Regions from separate parts of the Pan troglodytes genome. Here region 2 is linked to region 1. The links are chromatin contacts, called in public Hi-C maps. All regions are on one chromosome and are shown on one strand. The core of a region is the stretch at or near the end of the contact, and the rest is flanking DNA. Distances in the headings are between cores, read along the strand shown. Region 1 holds the start of TBC1D9B (TBC1 domain family member 9B). Region 2 holds the start of RNF130 (ring finger protein 130).

The links. A called contact is a pair of places that touch in the nucleus more often than the background predicts.
Region 2: a Hi-C map of stem cell-derived neural progenitor cells shows a contact between it and region 1, with 3 times the contacts expected there. The contact joins the promoter of RNF130 here to the promoter of TBC1D9B in region 1. A contact is called at or near these places in 1 of 7 Hi-C or Micro-C datasets (stem cell-derived neural progenitor cells) and 1 of 1 datasets of contacts at active chromatin or transcription factors (stem cell-derived excitatory neurons).

The regions. Positions count from the first base shown.
Region 1 is chr4:177,372,061-177,378,514 of NHGRI_mPanTro3-v2.0_pri, reverse strand. It overlaps TBC1D9B (TBC1 domain family member 9B), which reads left to right and starts at 4,454. Exons shown (of 21, transcript XM_054684855.2): 1 at 4,454-4,689. The coding sequence starts at 4,572. RNF130 (ring finger protein 130) reads left to right here. Exons shown (of 9, transcript XM_009450321.5): 9 at 1-759.
Region 2 is chr4:177,534,264-177,540,885 of NHGRI_mPanTro3-v2.0_pri, reverse strand. It overlaps RNF130 (ring finger protein 130), which reads left to right and starts at 2,010. Exons shown (of 9, transcript XM_009450321.5): 1 at 2,010-2,667. The coding sequence starts at 2,421.

The sequences.
Region 1 (6,454 bases), core at 3,205-5,704:
AAGAAAACTTGTCCCGTGTGATTACAAAAACAGGAAAAGGCTCCAAGCTAGGAAATGAGATTTGAGGTATGGAGAACATTCTCACCTGATGGAAGCATCCTGTTCCTGTACAGGAGGAGGAGCTGGTGCAAGCCCTAGGCCACATATGTCACAGTTGTTTTGGACCCTCCGTAGCTTTTATACTCATAAAATATTAAAGTTGCCCCTTTCATATTTGGGTCATTGAAAGAGCCCACCGTACTCTAGGTTCCTGCTCACTATGCACAACATCTCAGAAGATGGCGTACAAAACTATTTTTCTAACTATAGCACAGGTAATGTGGGGGTGGGGAGGCTTGGGATATACCTAAATGTGGCAAATGATTTATCTTCCACCTTGAGGGATGAAAAGGAAACTATGCACTTGAATTTTAATTAAAATTTTAATTTAATTCATTGGATAGCTTGTGCCAGAAAGAACAGTCAATATTCAAGAAGCAAAACTGACGATTAGCTCAGTTTCGGGCCTCCCTGTCGGGGGAGTTTTCTTGTCTGGAACGCAAACACCTACAAGTAGAGTGTGAGCTGGTTCTTGACAATCAGATCTCATCAACCCTTTGAAATGTTCTGGGCAGCACAGCTCCTCGGTCTGCATGGTTGGTGTAAGTATAATCAAGTAGTGAAATTGTATGGTATATACCTATATGCCAACAGTGTACACCTGTATGTGCAGAATTTGCTAATATAACCATTTCAATAAAAACCTATTGAAAAAGCTGATTTGACCACATGGAGTATTGTTGGTGGTGACGTGTATCACTGAGGACTCTCTTGGTTACAAATGACAGAAAACCCAGCCAAAACTGGCTAACACAAAAGGGGAATGTCATGGCTCCCAAAAGCCAAAATGCCCAGGGGTGCCTATGTCAGGCTTGGTGTGATTTCACCCTCAAATGCTGACACCAAGACACATGGCAACTTTGCTCCTCATTGGGAACCCCATCTCCAGGCTCAGGGTGGCAGTAGCTCCATCAACACAAGAGCCAGTCCCCAGGAGGTGGCCCAGGTCAGGACGGTATTTCCCTGGCCCAACTGACTTGGTTGGAGGCACATGGCCATCACCAGCCAGCCCCTGTGATCACAGATAGAATGCACCGATGGCCTCAGCTGGCATGGGCTCCACCTCCACAGCCCAGGAGTCCATGTGTCTTCACCTGACAGACAAGAGCTGTGCGTTCTAAGGCACGGTTCCCACTGCAGAAAAACAAACGACACTGCACAGACGGGAGAAGTGAATGCTGGGGGCAAAGGCAGCACGTGTCTGACACGTGTGGAAAAGCGCTGGAGCCAGAGGCCGGGCGCAGTGGCTCACGCCTGTAATCCCAGCACTTTGGGAGGCCGAGGCGGGCAGATCACTTGAGGTCAGGAGTTCGAGACCATCCTGGCCAACATGGTGAAACCTCCTCTCTACTAAAAATACTAAAATTAGCCAGGCATGGTGGCACGCACCTGTACTCCCAGCTACTTGGGAGGCTGAGGCAGGAGAATCGCTTGAACTTGGGAGGCAGAGGCTGCAGTGAGCCAGGATCATGCCACTGCACTCCAGCCTGGGTGACAGAGTGAAACTCCGTCTCAAAAATAAAAAAATAAAAAAAATTTTTAAATGGGCAAAGGACATTTCTCCAAATAGACATTTCTCCAAATAAAATATACAAATAACCCAAAAGCCCATCATCAGTCATCAGGGAAATGGAAATCCAAACCACAGCGAGATACCATTTCCCACCCTCTAGAAATGAGCATCAAAAAAAAAAAAGACAATAACAAGTGTTGACAAGATATGGAAAAACTAGAACTCTTTTTTTTTTTTTTTTTTGAGACGGAGTCTCACTCTGCTGCCCAAGCTGAAGTTGCAGTGGCGTGATTTCGGCTCACTGCAACCTCCACCTCCCGGGTTCAAGCAATTCTCCTGCCTCAGCCTCCCGAGTAGCTGGGACAAGCATATGCCACCACATCCGGCTAATTTTTGTATTTTTAGTAGAGACGGGGTTTCACTGTGTTAGCCAGGATGGTCTTGATCTCCTAACCTTGTGATCTGCCCACCTCGGCCTCCCAAAGTGCTGGGATTACAGGCGTGAGCCGCCGCGCCCGGCCTAGAACTCTTATACCCAGCTGGTGGGCATGTGGAATGCTACAGCTGCTTTGGAGCGCAGTGTGGTCACTGCTTAAAAAGTTAAACATAGCTGTACCACATGACCCAACAATACCACTCCTCAATATATGCCCAAGAGAATTAAAAACACATATTCACACAAAGACTTGTACACATGTTCATGGCAGCATTATTATAATAGACAAGAGGGGTAAACAATCCAAATATCCATCCAAATGAATAAAATGCGGTGCATCCATACCATGGGGTACTATTCAGCCATAAGGAGGAATGAAGCATCAATACATGCTACAACGTGGGTGAACCTCGAACACATGATGGGAAGTGAAAGAAGACAGACACAAAAGACCACATATTGTAAGGTTCCATTTATATGAAGAAATGGCTAGAATGGGAAAAATGTACAGAGACAAAATAGATTGATGGTTGCCAGGGCAAAGCCGGGGGGAAGTGGGGAATGGCAGCTAATGGATAAGGGGTTTCTTTTGACTTGATAAAAATGTTCTGGAATTAGTGATGATGGATGCCCAGCCTAGTGAATATACTAAAAACCACTACGTTTTGCACTTTAAAAGAGTGAACGTTACAGAATGTGACATATCTCAGAAAATCAAAAAGAAGTAAGCTTAGCACGCACATACTAAGTGATCGATAAATGTTTGTTCTTTTTCTTCTTATAAAAAATCATTCTCGAGGAGTGGTCTCCAGGTCAGCAGCATCAACATCACCTAGGAACGAGTTAGCGGTGCAAACACCCTGGGAGGGAGGGGGCAGCAACCTGTGTGGCTGTTTTTTGTTTTGTTTTGTTTTCAGATGGAGTCTTGCTATATTGCCCTGGCTGATTTTGAACTCCTGGCCTCAAGTGATCCCACCACCTCAGCCTCCCAAGTGGCTGGGACTACAGCAGCCTGTTTGAATCAGCCTTCCAGGTGATCCTAATGTATACCCAATTTGAGAACCACTGGAATTAAGGAACAAGACGACTCTTTACCTCCTCTCAGGGTGTTAAAAAGTGCAGTTCTTCCAAATTCTTTCCCTCTAGAGAGCACAATGACAATATTAGTTCAAACTTCCAAGGTGTTGAAGAAAGCCCGCCTCTGCATCTTGAAAGCTGATTCCTATATCCAGCAACATTGAAGAAGACTGCAGATCACTCTGGGTGTCAACTGCGTGTACCTACATCCATCGCACCAAGATTCTTGAGTGCCAATCACAGAAACCCACCTGGAAGTCAGGTCCAGCTCCAAGGATGGTTTAACTGCCCCCTTCCCTTTGCCCTCTAGCCAGACCCTGGTGAGGGTTCCAGCCAGCAGGGTGACCCGACATCCCAGTCGACCCCGGACAGGCCCCAGGCCCGTTGTCCCAGGTGGAGTTGACAGCCCCCTCATGCAGAAGGCCGTGTGTGGACTGGCGCTGCCCCTGCAGGCCAACACTGGGAGACCAGGGACCCGCATTCGCCTGCAGCCAGCCTCACGCTTGCGCAGAAGCCGCCACTGGGCCCAGGGCCAGTCCAGACCCCATCCCCAGGGCCGGCCAGCCTCTGTGACCCGTCTGTCAGGGGAGGGGCAGCACTGATTTCCAAGGATGCAGCCCGTATCAGGGCCTCCTGGCACCTGCCCTGCGCTGGAAGATTCTAGTCTCCCGGCCCCAGTGTCAGAATTCTGAGAACTGGCCGGGCGCGATGGTTCACTCCTGTAATCCCAGGACTTAGGAGGCCAATGTAGGCGGATCACCCGAGGTCAGGAGTTCGAGACCAGCCTGGCCAACATGGTGAAACCCCCGTCTCTACTAAAAATACAAAAAAATTAGCCGGGCGTGTTGGCGGGCGCCTGTAATCCCAGCTAAAGAGGCTGAGGCAGGAGAATCACTTGAACCCGGGAGGCAGAGGTTGCAGTGAGCTGAGATTGCGCCACTGCACTCCAGCCTGGGCGACACAGCAAGACTCTGTCGAAAAAAAAAAAAGAAAGCTGAGAATTAGGAGGAACTGCAAACCCTTTCCAGGCGCCCTTTGCAGTGCTAACACGCCCCGGGTTGCACGCGCAACCAGCCAAAAGCAGCCAAACTCTGCTTCTTGACATCCTTCTCTCACACTGCACAGCTTTCAAAACGCCAGACGCCCTGCTCTGCACAGCGGCTCCCCTGTCTGCGGACTGGGCCGTTCCGTTCTGGGCCCAGGCCGGAGGCCGCGGGCTGCACCGCTCCAGGAGGCCAGGCTGGCGCGCGCCCGAGGCCGGGGTGAGGGGGCGGCGCGGAACTCGGGCCGCGTGCGTGAGCGCCACACGCCCGCCAGGGGGCGCCGCCCGCCCGGCCCCGCCCCGCCCCGGCCGGCTCCGCCCGCTCCGCACGCTCCGCTCCGGGACGCCGACGGCGGCGGGCGCTTCCGCCTCGCGGGCCTCGGCCCGGTGCGAGCGGCTCCGCGATGTGGCTGAGCCCGGAGGAGGTGCTGGTGGCCAATGCGCTGTGGGTGACGGAGCGGGCCAACCCCTTCTTCGTGCTGCAGCGACGCCGGGGCCACGGCAAGGGCGGCGGCCTTACGGGTGAGAGGCGCGCGGGCGGCCGGGCCTGTGGGCTGGCGGCGGGGCTGGCGGCGGGCGGCGGGCGGGTCCGGTTCCGGCCCGGCCTCGGCGCGTCGCAGCGGACACGCAGGCCAGCGCGCGGCGGGGCGGGGGCGCGAGGCCAGGACCCGGGAGCCGGGCGCGGAGGGGCCGGGGCGGGGAGGCGAGGGGCTGGCGGGAGGCGAATGCGCCCTCGGCGGGCTCTCCTCAGGTCGGCTCGGGGCGGCCAAGTGGAGACCGGCGGCGGCTTCTGCCCGGATTCGGCGCCCGCGAGCCCCGGGGGCCGTGCAGCTTCCCGGGACTTCACCGCCGAAAGTTGGCGAGACCGCCCTGTCCTCATCCTCCACCTCAGTTTCCCCAGGTGCCTCTAAGGGGCCAAGTGACGCCAGCGCACGTTTTCTTTTGCCCTCTTCTTCGTGCCCATCTCACCAAAGTATCGCCCTTTTAGCAAGATCAGAGGTCCCTGGAGCTGGCCGCACCCCCATTCCCCCAGCTTCTCCTCCCCCACCTTTCCTGCTCCTGGCTGCTCTCAGAGCTGCGCACCCAAGGCTGTGGGTAGCGGCACAGGGTGTTCCTGCAAGCTCGCCAAGGTGGCCCTTTGTGGGCCCGGGTGCCACCATCACACAGGATGAAGCTGGACAGGCACCCTTGGAGTCGTGCGGCCTGTGGGATCCAGGGGAGGCCCACAGGCCACTCCCTCCGCAGGTGGTGTCCAGGGCCCCTCATGCTCCAGGGCCTGCGCCCAGCACTGCAGGAGCCCGGCTGGCTCAGGCTCAGTGCCTGTGCTCTTCGGGGCACCGACTGTTGCCCTACAGGATTGCGGTCCCATTGTTGCCAGGTCGTCCAGTTTATCAAGAGCATTTTCTGTGAATCATCCTGATTTTCAGTGTGAGCAGCTAATAGCCAGATGCAGACGGAGGCTTCTCCTGGGCCACGTTTCTTCATGTGGAAGAGACTGTTCTGTTCCCAGGAACACTCAGTGTTCCCTTCAGCTTCGGGTTCCCTCCCAGTGGGCTTCAAGGATCTCGGGCTCCTGTGCTGGACCCGCCTCCTAGATCCAGCTGTTCAGTCGGCAGCCCCTGTGGCCAACCTCGAAGCTACTGCAAGCCCGATGAAGAAAGCGAGGGACCGGCACCTTTTCTTCCGCCAGCGCGCCAGGGTGTCATCAGCGCGCCAGTGTGTCATATTCGCTGGTGTACTTGAAACACTTGTGCTGTGCTCGGCAGGCTTATGTGGGTCGTCTCATTGAACGGGCGGGTGCAGGTGCAGCCCGGTCTCTGTACACCTCCTTCCTGCGGGCTCTTCTCCTTTCCACCTCACTCTCCATGTCCCCTGGGACCGAGCTCCCAGGGTCCCCCCAAGGGAACCCTTCTTTGAACCCTCTCCCAATCTCTCCCCACTGCTAGGTTTGGTGTGTCCTGCTGTGCCCTCTGACAGGGCCTTCCCTGTGCCATCATGGGCATTGTGGCCTCCTGAGTACTGTCCTCCCTGAAGAGGAGCAGACAGGGATGTGGTTTTATTCAAGCCATCTATTAAAAACATGCCAACCTAGACTTTTCATTAAAGAATCTGAATAGCTAGCTTGGCCAACATGGCAAAACCCCGTCTCTACTAAAAATATAAAATTTATCCGGGCATGGTGGCACGCGCCTGTAATCCCAGCTACTCGGGAGGCTGAGGCACGAGAATCGCTTGAACCCAGGAGGTCAAGGTTGCAGTGAGCCGAGATGGCGCCATTGCACTCCAC
Region 2 (6,622 bases), core at 761-3,260, 160 kb before region 1:
CGAGACCTCATCTTGCTTTATTTAAAGGGGAGATCAGCAAGTGCCAGGGAAGTGTTAAAGGTGCTCTGGAACCAACTTTCTCCTTGACAAATTCAGAAGGGTTGAGAAAGCCACTTCCCCCCCACCTGATTCACAAAGTGGTGCTCGTGAGCTTCTATAATTGTTTCTTGTGCCAGGGGCCATGGGCACCTTACAGTTTGAAGACTCCTCCTTTATAAGGACAAAGGAGTAGAGGCCATGAGCCTCTTGGGCAGGGGTAGGCCAGGGCATGCCCAGCAAGAAGAGCAGGAGACCCTCACCGGGAAGAGCCCTACACAGGCCCTAGATGTGGCCCTGGGCTGTGGGGACAAGGAATTTCTGGGTCTTAGGTGCTAGAGCATGGGTACCTTGGTGCTAAGGACTCCTTGCCCTATGAAGGGCCCAGCTCAGAGCACTCTTTAGGTGCCAGGCCCAGGGCGAGGACCCTGCTGCTTTGGCCTAGGGTCTGTACTTGCCGAGGATAAGTAAATAAGTAAAAGCCGTTCTCCATAGGCCAGGGCATGGTTTATAAGGACTATGGTAGAGGATGGAAGAGAGGGAAATGGAGGGAGAAATTGTGAAGGATGTCTGCCAAGTCATCAATAGTGGACATCTGTTTTCTTTCTTTTTTCTTTTTCTGAGACGGAGTCTTGCTCTGTCGCCCAGGCTGGAGTGCAGTGGCTCGATCTCTGCTCACTGCAACCTCCGCCTCCCGGGTTCCAACGATTCTCCTGCCTCAGCCTCCCGAGTAGCTGGGACTACAGGCACGCACCACCACGACTAATTTTTTTATTTTTAGTAGAGACGGGGTTTCACCATGTTGGCCAAGCTGGTCTCGAACTCCTGACCTCATGATCCGCCCACCTAGGCCTCCCAAAGTGCTGCGATTACGGGCGTGAGCCACCGCGCCTGGCCGGTAGTGGGCATCTTAAGTTTTAGCCTGCACTGCATCCGTGCCCTTTCCTGGAAACAGTGCCTCAAATTTCTTTTTGGGGAGCTACCTCTTTTCCGGATTTTCAGAACATTTGGTTGTGCAAAGCTGACTCCACCCACTTCCCGCAGCAGGAGACAGGAGACTCAACCCTGGCTGCTCAGAAGACGCCAAACTTTCCCCCTCCGCCTCCCCACAAAGATCCTGTAAGTTCCTGAATTCGGCTGCACTGCCCCATTCTGCCTTTTAGCTGATACTTTATAGCGATGTGTATCTTTTAAACGCCATGGAGAGAGAAAATGAGAGTGGTGTGTGTGCGCGAGCGCGTTTCGGAAGGTGGAGGGGGGGTTCTCACTGCAACCCTCTGGTCCGGAGGCCCCTGGAGTAGTTCACCTAGTCACTAGAGCAGGGGCTCCCCGCGAGCAGGAGGTGAGTGAGCATCACCGCCTGAGCTCCGCCTCCTGTCAGATCAGGGCGGCGTTAGACTCTCATAGGAACGCGAACCCGGCTGTGAACTGCGCATGCTTGGGACCTAGGTTGCCCACTTCTTACGAGAATCTAACGCCTGATGATCTGAGGTGGAGCAGCCTCATCCCGAAACCACTTCAATTCCCTCAGTCCCTGGAAAAACTCTCTTCCTGGAAACCCGTCCCCCAGTGCCAAAATGGTTAGGGACGGCTACCCTAGAGGTCTTTCCCAACCACTCGTGTCCCTGCAGGTCCGGGCCAGAGACATCCCCCATCCATGATGTCAACTGCATGACGTGAATGTTAAATCTCATGACATTTAATTGTAAACATTTATTTTAAAGTTATGGCTTTCTTTTCCTTTGTAGTCTGTTCTCACACATTTCCATACGTCCTCGCAAATCTCCCGGGCTCCACGCCCTGCGGCTATCACGCCCGACAGAGAAACAACCAGCGCCAGCGGCTGACCCGGCTGCCCGGGCCCTCGTGCAGGCGGGCGGGAGCGGACAGGCCCTGGCACGCATGCGCCCGGGGCGGGGCTGCGCCCTAGGCCTGCGCGTTGCCGCTAGACCAGCGGTGGGAGGGCGGGGCGGCGGCGGACACGCGCCTCAGGCGGCAGCCGCGCGAGAGGGACTTTGTGTTCCTCTGACCCTCCTCGGGGCGCTTCCTCCCGTGCCGCCCTTCCCCTCCCCCGCCGCGTCCTTGCGAGGCGCCTCCCATTCGGTGGGACCGACCCGGGGGGATGGAGGGGGCACGCTTCTACAACCCTCCTGGGACCCCGAAGAGACGCCCGCGTGCGACCTGAGACGCCGCCCTCGCCGAGGGCCCATGGGCGCGTCCCCACGGGCGGGCAGTGGACGCGAGGGCGGCGAGCGGCGGGGCCGCGGCGTCCAAGAGGGCCGCGCGCGCGCGCGCTCCCGCCGCAGCCCGGGCCGCGCCCGCCCCGCCTCTAGGCGCCGGCCCCGGAGCCCGGTCCGCGAGCAGCGGCGGCTGCAGGAGGGACGATGAGCTGCGCGGGGCGGGCGGGCCCTGCCCGGCTCGCCGCGCTCGCCCTGCTGACCTGCAGCCTGTGGCCGGCGCGGGCAGACAACGCGAGCCAGGAGTACTACACGGCGCTCATCAACGTGACGGTGCAGGAGCCCGGCCGCGGCGCCCCGCTCACGTTTCGCATCGACCGCGGGCGCTACGGGCTTGACTCCCCCAAGGCCGAGGTCCGCGGCCAGGTGCTGGCGCCGCTGCCCCTCCACGGAGGTGAGTGCCGGCCCGGGGGCGGCGGGCGGTGGTCGCTGCATCCCGCGTAGGCGGCGGGGCTAGGGTTCCCGGCCCCGGCTCTGGCCCTGGCTCTCCCGCGCTGCCCGGCCGACAGCCCCAGCCAGGGTCGAGGCTTCCGTCGTGGACAGCCCGGCCTGCTCCCGTGGGAACCAGGCTCCAGGAGCGTGACTGGGTTTTTCCCTTCTTTTACAAAAGACTTGGAACGGTCATCTTTGCGTTCAGGCAGCTCGTTTGCTGGAGGGCATTGAGCTGGGAGTTTGCAGGGACAGCGTAGACAAAGGAGGTGGTGCAAGAGCGCAAAACTACTTCATGGGGAGGACGTCTCAGCCTGTATTTTGGAAGCGGCAGGTTCCTGAAATCACGGACTTAAGGCTGCGCTAGATCTGGAAGGATGCGGCCCTTTTCTAATATAAAAACGTGCCGTTTTTCTTAAGTGGTAAATTGGGGGGGGGGGCGTGTAAATGGAAAATGGACATCTTCCCTGTTGCTTTTGGCTCTTGTTCTTGCCCTAGTAGTTTTACTGTAATTTGACGCCTGAAAATGTCACATTATGAGGATCTTCTGACACTAATCGGAACTACTAGCCAAGGCTTTTCAGGTCACGGGTGCCGACCAAAAGGGAAATAGGTAAAATTTTCAAGAATTGTCTTTGAAACCATTAGGCTTAATGTCATGTTTTCCTGTAAACAAGGGCTTTGTTTAGTTGATTATTTGGTGTAAACATGTATTTGTTTAAATTATTAGTCATGGTTTGAAAGAAACCTTTTGCACATCGTGGAATATGATTTTTTGGGTTTTGGCCCACGCTGAACTTTTGGGAGATATCTGCTATTATCCCCACCCTCATTGTCACCCTGAGAATGCTGAGAGGGGATTTTTCTTTTCTAAACTGCTGTTCATGTTAGGATGACCTAAAGTAGACAACCTAAATAAGTCATGGTTTGCTTGTACACTCTTAAGATACTAACATATTATGCCCCTCTGAGGTCTGTATTTGTATGCCAAAGTGCTAAGCTGTTTTCTTCTTTGAGACAGTCTGGCTGGGGAAAAATAATCACATAAGGCTTTTACTGTAGCCTGTCCGCAACTCAGACTGGGCTTTGAAAAGTCCGTTTTACACCAGTAATCAGGTGCTTAAGGTGCATATCTCATCTCTACTGTGTTAAAAATGGCAGTTAGGGTCCCAGCTTGGCCATAGAAACAACTTTTGTCTTGGGTTCATTCAGTAAATATTTGCGTTCCTGCTCTGTGCCAGTCACTGTGGTTGAGATGCACAGTGTTGCCAGACTGGCAACTAACAATGGTAGCCTCTTTTCTGGTGGAGAGAACCGTGAGGGTCACGTGGAAGGGTAGAAAGAGGAAGGGGAGGCAAGCTGTTCTGGAGCAAGAGCTGGTCCTCTGCAGTGTTGTGAAATCTGTGGTTTGTCTTTGAGGCTTGGTTCCATCAGGCACCCCAAATCCATGGTCTGAACTTCAGATCCTTGCCTCCACGGTGTTCGTGTGCTTCAGCTACTTGTTGCTTGCCTGTCACCCCAAACAAAAGCCCCGTCTTTGAGAAAGCTTGTTTTAGGTGTTTCTGTAGAAGGGTATTGGAAACTAAGTCATGTGTATTCAGGTATGGATGAAGGTTAGTCCTGTTCCCCTCTCAGTGGGGAGGCAGCATTGTAGGATTAAAGGTTCTGAGTCAGGCCTGTGCTTTACGTCTATTGTGTGACACTGGAAAAGTAACTCCGCCATTTAGCCTGTTTGCTCATCTGTAAAATGGAATGATGAAATGTACATCTCTTAAGGTTGTTGACAGGTTTAAACGGTTCATTAATTCTGAAAAGAGGAGATTTGTTAACCTAGAGGAATCTCTCAGTTGGTGAGATTTTAGACACTGCAACAAAATGAACACATTTGGGCAGTGTGTGAAGACTGGGTGTGAAGTCAGTCCCCTTGAGTTTTAGCCTCCCTTTCCTTGATTCCCTAGGGGTCATTCTGTGTCCGTCCCACAGGGGCTTGCTCCAGGTTTTCTCGGGGTGGGGGTGGGGGTGGGGGTGGGGGATTCTACAGGTGGTTTATGTCTGGCTTTGTACCAAGGGTCTTCACACATATGCAGTTTTTCAGTCCAGCAAATATTAATTGAAATCCTGTGTGCCCAGTCTCAGTCAAGGCATTGGTGAAGGAGAGGCAACAGCAGTGAACAAAACAGATTTTAAAAAATCCGTCTCTATGAAGCATAGCTTCTGCTGGGATCTTTGTAAGTTAACCTACCTGTCAGTAGTTTCTAAACCTATGGGTTTATATGAAATTTAAATCTTCTGCTGTTGCAGTAGGAACTTAGGAATTTATTTTAGAAACAGAAATGGTGATCTAAATCTGTTAAAATTATTCGTGTTTAAGAAAATGATTTAAAATTGGAATACTTGGGTATTTTACATTATAATCTTGATTTAATGAGTTTCACAATTTTTTAGTTTTAGAAAAAATAGTGCATCTTTATGACCTTGATGCTCTTATAATTTTGAATTGAGGAGAATTCTTGACATGTTTATTGAGGACTTACTGCACGTTGACACTAAGCAAAGTAATGCTCAGATTACACACAAAGTTATCAGACAGGTCCTGGTGGAAAAACAGCTGTGGCCAATACGTGAAATTCATGAAAATTTGTTTTGAGGGTGTTTGATAGAAATGAACATAAAGACAAAAGAACTTTATAGTTTTCCTAGAGTTGAACCTGATGGCTCATTTTGAAGCTGTGGATTGATTTATGAAACTAGAAACCTTCCTGTTCGCTTTGCAGTGCTACTATCAGTTTGGCACATGTGAATTTCTGAATAACATTTATTTGTCCTATCCCTTTAAAGAGCAAATAGTCAATTTTTTTTCTTAGGCACTTTGGTATTTTAAAAGTATATTTTGGCAAGTGCTATACTTTACGTAGTATACTTTATGAGATATCTTATAAACAAGTGTACTTTAAAAATATGTCTTTGTCATTAAGTCGAATGCATTGGTGGGTGTAGAATCATTTGCCTGGGGCTAACACATTTTATATTTTAACTGGTAAAGAATTCGTGTTTAGAAACGGAGTTTTGAAAGAACATGTCTTGTATTTATGCACAGATCACGGTTGCTTTCTTATTACTTACTCAAATGGTGAGCTTAGAACTAGGAGCAAAATATTTAGGTACCTTTGCGGAGCAGCCTAGCTAGGGTCTGCTGTGGAGCAGACATTGTAAATGTGCTTTATGTGTGTGCACACTAACTTTTTGTTTGGCCCCAGAGTGGGGGTTGGGAGAGGAGAAAGCCCTGTGTTGATGATGTGATTATGTATGCAGATGTGCTGGTGGGGAAGAGTTTAGTATCGGCCACTTCTTGCTTTGCATAGAAATTTTCAGGATTGGATGTTACAGCCTTAGAGAATAATTTTACCAAATAATAAATCTTGTTTTGCTAACTTGCTTAGGGATACAATAAAACTCAAAAAAGTGAATCTTAGGTTTTCATGTTTAAAAATGTAATCCTATTAGACGAAGCCTTTAATGGTTCCTTTAATGAATCTGAAATCGGTTTTTAGAAATTCTCATGAACAGTGGAGGAGATTGATGTGAAAACAGGATTTGGGTGAAAGGGGTCATGTAATGTTTGAATTCATAACAGCAAAGGCAGGGGCTATTGGACACAGATTTCAAAATGTTCAGAGAAAAAGGATATATGATCATGGGAGCAGGGTCTCTGAACATTCAGAAAGAGCTGGAGGCTCTAAAAATCAAATTTTAACATAAATAGGCTGGCAAGAGAAAAGGGGATGTATATAATCAATTATATTTATGTTGAACTTTACAGCTTATGACATGTTTTTACATACCGTGTTTTTCCTTCACATTTGAATGATGATTTCCATTAGCCTATAAATATTTGAATTTTTTTAAAAACCACTTGATCT